Linked DNA regions of Mus musculus: region 2 is linked to region 1. The links are chromatin contacts, called in public promoter capture Hi-C maps. All regions are on one chromosome and are shown on one strand. Each heading gives the region's core, a stretch centred on a gene start, on an enhancer-like site or on the middle of the called end of the contact. The rest is flanking DNA. Distances are from core to core; before and after follow the strand shown. Region 1 overlaps Gm5099 (predicted gene 5099). Region 2 has its middle 35 kb from the start of Gm34596.

Region 1 (2,824 bases), core at 62-2,561:
TATGTCCTTTAGATTCAGGTAGTCAATATTTATTTCCCTTCTCGGGGGGAAAACCGACAATGCACCTGGCCTGTTTTTGCTCTGGCATTTATTAAAGTTCCTCTCGCTATGTATTTCTCTCCGGTTCTTAATTGGGAACTTAAGGGGTTGGGATTCCTCATGAGCCTATTCTAATATGTGTAGATGATGTTTTGCTATTTAAAAAAAATGAATAAAGGTTTAAGAGTGATTTTGCATATTTATTAAAGACCTAAGCTTGGGAGAGACATAAAACCTTCAAAGAGGAATTATAGTCATCTGCAACAACAACAAAAGCCCCCGTGCTTGTGACATTCTGTGCCACACGAAGACAAATCTCATGGTGTTAAAAGGGGAAGCATCCAAAATGTCCCCAGATTGACAAAATGGCTTTGAACATTCCGAGGGTGGTGCGCTATGTCACAGAAACTTGGTACTAAACTTTCTCGCATCAAATCCTCTTTCCATGAATTATGTCCTAGGTTCCTGGACCTCTAGCCTAGGAAAATAAACATGAAGCCTTCTGGGACCTAAATACAGCTCTAAGGTGGCACCCGAACAGGGGTACCTAATTAACATTATCCCTTTTCCCTTGTTGTTCATCAACCATCTGAATTCAGGGAGTATTGAACAATTACACAAGACTCATCTGAGGCCCATTTGCTTTTCTTTTAGTTTGTTTTTAATTGGCACAATTATAGGTATTAATGATGTACAGAGTGATATTTGCACGTACACATACACAACGTAAAAATGATCATGACCAAGTATTTAGCATTTTCAGCACCGTTATCATTTCCTTTGTAAAATTTTGACTTATTTTTAATTACATGTCGGTGTGTGACAGGGTTGTATACGCACCTGACTACAGGTAGTGTGGAAAACCAGAAGGAGTGAAAGGTAGAGCTGCCCCGTGAGCTGCCCCGTGTGGGTGCTGGGAAGCAACTTAAGCTCCTTTGAAAGAGCAGTAAGTACTTACTCTTAACTGCTCAGGCATCTCTCCAGCCTCCATTTATCATTCCTCAGTAATGGGAACATCGGAAATCCACTCCTCTAGTTATTTTGAAACTGAGAATTGAGTACCATTATTCAGTCCAGTATGTAACTGTAATAGAACCCCGGAACTTGCTTCTCTGAGCTATGATTTTGTATGTGTTAGTCATTCTATACCCCCACTCCCCACTGCCGTGTCCTCCCTAGCTTCTGAAAAGCTCTATTCTTCCCCCTATGAAGTCAGCTTTATCTCAAAGGACTTTCCTTTGGTTCAGTAACTAAGACACAGTCACCTCCTCTAAGAGCTAGGCATCAGTGGGCACACATCTAAGTTCTGGATGCCTCAGCTGGCTGGTCTCAGGGTCTCCATTCAGTTCTTGTGTACTGACTCCTTTTTTTTTTTTTTAAGATTTATTTATTTTATGTATGTAAGTACACAGTTGCTGTCTTCAGATGCACCAGAAGAGGGCATCAGATCCCATGACAGACAGTTGTGAGCCACATTGTGGTTGCTGGGAATTGAACTCAGGACCTCTAGAAGAGCAGCCAGTACTCTTAACCGCTGAGCCATCTCACCGTCTCCCCAGCCAGTGTACAGACTTTTGTTGATGGGGGAAACAAAGCATTTCTCAACTAGCTTCCCAGCATTCCATGCAACAGTTTGATTTTTCTATCAAGTATCATTGGCTCTGCAAAACGCTAAAGCCAGCTGTTTCCTGTCCGTTGCCCAAAGGTTCTGCACGGCTGCTCAAGTCTCTATTACAGTCACTTGTGCTCTATAATCTATGCAAGGTTGGTTACCCTGTTCCTCAAACAAGCCTGACCTAATTTTATCTGTAAATGCTTTATTTTCAAAAATAGAAATTGGAAGTTATTAAGCAGGTTATGCTGATACACACCCGGAATTTACCTTTGAAATACAAAATATTTCTAGAAATCAAATCAACTCAAACAACTAAATTAATTGTGCTTGCTTAGATATACCAACTAGGGAGGAAGAAAAGAACAAAGATTTTGTTTGTTTGTTTGTTTGTTTGTTTTTAAGGCAGGGTTTTGTTTTTTGTTTGTTTGGGTTTATTGTTGTTGTTGTTGTTGTTGTTGTTAGTGGTGGTGGTGGTTTTTAAATGCAGTCCAGACTGGCCTGGAATTTGGCTGCACTCTTTCTGTCTCAGCCTTCTGAGCACTAGAATTACAGGCATGAGCCACCACACCTAACCTTTGATGTGTCTTCTTTCCATGAAGTTCATGATACTGGAAACAGAACTAACTCTCTTTCTTCCTTCCTTCCTTCCTTCCTTCCTTCCTTCCTTCCTTCCTTCCTTCCTCCCTTCCTTCCTCCCTTCCTTCATATCTCTCTGACTCTCTCTGACTCTCTCTGACTCTCTCTGTCTCTCTGTCTCTGTCTCTCTCTGTCTCTGTCTCTCTGTCTCTGTCTCTGTCTCTGTCTCTGTCTCTCTCTCTCTCTCTCTCTCTCTCTCTCTCTCCTTCCTTCCTTCTTTGGTTTTTGAGACAGAGTTTCTCTCTATAGCCCTGGCTGTCCAGGAACTCACTCTTTAGACCAGGCTGGCCTTGAACTCAGAGATCTGCCTGCCTTCTCCTGAGTGCTGGGATTAAAGGTGTGTGCCTCCTCCTGACCTCAAGGAGGATTTTCTCCATCAGTAGTATCTTTTATTTAGCAAGGAAATAAGACAAACTAAGACCTTATAAGAACTTGTATGCATATGCATATGGTGTAAGTATGTGTCCATGTCTGTGGAACCCAAAGACAACCTTGGGTGCTACTCCTGAAATCCCACCCATTCTTTTTGGGAAA
Region 2 (2,798 bases), core at 101-2,600, 520 kb before region 1:
TGAACAGGAGACCTGAAGTGAGGGTCTAGGTATAGGAAGAGAGGAGAGGAGTCACTCAGAGTGGTTTCAGAGATGGAACTGACTTTTTGATTACAGGTTGAAGGCTTTTAGGGAAAGGGACGAATCCAGGCGAATTCTTCAGTTTTGGTTTGGGAACAGGAGAAAGGTTTACTTCTGCCCAGGGAATCCGCACGGCTGACGGCAGAACTGTAACACTATGTAACGGGACAGGGGAGTCTCTAGTTAGACCCTGGATTCCATCCAATATATACATAAAGAAGGCTGCGCTCAAATAAAGAAAACTCGGTGTGAAAAGGGAGGAAGCTGGGTTAGCAGAAGGCAGACATAGACGCAGGAAGAGGGGCGATGAGGGGCAAGGAGGGGACACAGTGGGAAGGGTTCACAGGCTGTGTGATGAGGGGTGAGGAATGGAGAGGGCAGAGTCTCATTCTGATCCATTGATCCTGAGGTTCCTGGGAGACATTCAGGAAGAACAGCAGAGACTTGTAAACAGCCAGACACTGGCTTGGCAAGGAACATGGAGAGACTCTATGGGGCCACCCATGGAGAACATAAACCAAGAGCCTGGAGAACCGGGCCTGGGAAGAGCACAAATCAAGATTGTCGCTGAGGAATGGAAGTCTGCCAGAGAGAGAGAAAAATGGCCTGACAGAAGCCAGGAGAATGTGGAGTCATGGTGGCCAAAGGGAAAGTTCCAGAAGAGAGGAAATGCTCCCTAGTATCAAACACTGTGGAGAAAGGAGAATGAGCAGACAGACAGCACAGTTACCTGTCCTCTGGAAATCTCCCTGTTAGCAGGAGAATGTCAAGACGAATGAGTGTGCAGGGGACAGCAGGATAGACAAGAAGGCCCAGCCCCGACGGATGCATGGGAGATAAGGAGCTGAAACCTTCAGGGAGTATATTCTCACATCTTTATATTTTTCCACTGGTACTGTTTCTCCTTCCCCTGTGAGCCTTTGTTCTGGAAAGTTCTAGGAAACCATTACACTCTAGAGGCTAGATTAAGTTTTAGTCCTGGTTTCTTAGATGTCCAGGCAGTTGGAGATCCGGGAGAGCTTTGACAAGAAACTAAATCTGGCTTCAGGGAGTTGGCTAAAGGGCAAAGCACTTGGCATGTGACTATAATGGACAGAGTTCAGATTCCCAGCACCCACATAAATGCCAAATGGGCATAGGGGCCTACTTATAATCCAAGCAAGAGGGAGGTGAAGATGGAAAACTTTGGAGCAACCTGGCTAGCTAGACTAACCTAAGCCCCAGCTCAACCAGAGACCTTGCTTCAGTGTGGAAAGTAGAGAGAACACTTGAGGAAGACAGCTGACATCAGCCTCTGACGTCAGCCTCTGATCTCCACATGTGTGATGGTTTGACTATGCTTGGCCTAGCAAGAGGCACTATTAGGTGGTGTGGCCTTGTTGGAGTAGGTGTGGGTGTGGCCTTGTGGGAATGGGTATGGCTTTGATGGAGTGAGTGTGGCCTTGTTGGAGGAAGTGCCACTGTGGGGGGTGGGCTTTGAGACCCTCCTCTCCTAGCTGCCAGAAAGACAGTCTGCTCTTGGCTTTCTTTGGATGAAGATATAGAACTCTCAGCAGTTCCTGCACCCTGCCTGCCTGGATGCTGCCATGCTTCCTGCCATGATGATAATGGACTGAACCTCTGAATTGTAAGCCGGCCCCAATTAAATGTTGTCCTTATAAGAGTTACCTTGGTCATGGTGTCTATTGACAGAAATGTATGTGCCTGACCTCCACGTAAATGCACAGGCACCTATATATACACATGCATGTACACACACACACACACACACACACACACACACACACACATACAGAGGAGGAAAAAAAGGATGCTAAATAGCCTACTAAGATCAGTACCTGGTAAGAGTATACGGGATTCTAGAATGTTCCAGGATGTTTTTTCAACATTCCTTTTAGGGTTAGGTGGGAGTGAAACAGACCTTTGCCCCTGGCCACCATGACTGTGTATCTCAATCTATGTTCTTGTCAGGAGATCTCTCAAGCTGTGTGTCCAGGCTCTGTTACCAGTCTGCCCTGGGGCGGGTAGGAGCAGGGGGCTGGGTGTCTGCCGTAGTCCGTCGCCTCCACACTTTCACATCCTCTATCAACACCTGCACACTTGGGTGGTGACCACACAAGCTCTTCCTGTTTGTGCAGAAAGTGCCATTCAGAACGCTTGCCAGCGAGGAGGGATCCGTACACAGAAGAGAGAAGCCGAACAATTTATTTGGAACAGGAAAAAAATAAAACCAAGAGTGTGTTGAGAGGTAAGTGGGTCTGTGTCTCGGTACTTTCGGGAGTTGTGGGTGAAGCCTAGGACTGTGCACTCGGGCGCCTCAGGGCCCGACAGTTGAGAGCATTCCTAGCCTGCTCCATAGAGAGAATCGTGACCTGGTGCATGGCTAGATAATGGGACAGGCAGATGTGGAACATAACCAGGGAAGGTCATAACGTGTGTGTGTGTGTGTGTGTGTGTGTGTGTGTGTGTGTGTGTGTGTGTGTATGCATGTGTGGCATGCAAAGAAGACACAATCTAGAGGTAAACATGTTCTCACATACATCTGTGATGCCAATTGGGCCCAGTGGTCTTAGGCAATATGTCTGAACCTCATGTAGGTCACCAGCTATACCTCAATGAAAGAACCCAAGTCAAGGTCCCAGGGAGGATCTGAGGGTGGCCTTGCCGGTGACTTCAGGACCTACACAAAGGAGACTGTGGGAAGCCTAAGGCCACTCTCCCTCATGCAAACGTAACTT

The links. Promoter capture Hi-C pulls out the DNA fragments that hold promoters and counts their contacts.
Region 2: a contact with region 1 is called in a promoter capture Hi-C map of pre-B cells, with 2.2 times the contacts expected there. The contact joins two enhancer-like sites. A contact is called at or near these places in 4 of 39 promoter capture datasets (cranial neural crest, embryonic stem cells, pre-B cells and 1 more).

The regions. Positions count from the first base shown.
Region 1 is chr1:38,149,163-38,151,986 of GRCm38.p6, reverse strand. The region is part of intron 3 of Gm5099 (predicted gene 5099); the gene reads right to left. Among named protein-coding and RNA genes, the nearest start is that of Gm5099, 18 kb to the right of the region's middle. Within about 2 kb of position 1,311, at least 13 of the 459 cell types and tissues checked have an H3K27ac peak or open chromatin away from gene starts, as enhancers often do. A contact at or near this core is called in pre-B cells, where this site is marked.
Region 2 is chr1:38,664,368-38,667,165 of GRCm38.p6, reverse strand. No RefSeq gene overlaps it. Among named protein-coding and RNA genes, the nearest start is that of Gm34596, 35 kb to the right of the region's middle. Within about 2 kb of position 1,350, at least 106 of the 459 cell types and tissues checked have an H3K27ac peak or open chromatin away from gene starts, as enhancers often do. A contact at or near this core is called in pre-B cells, where this site is marked.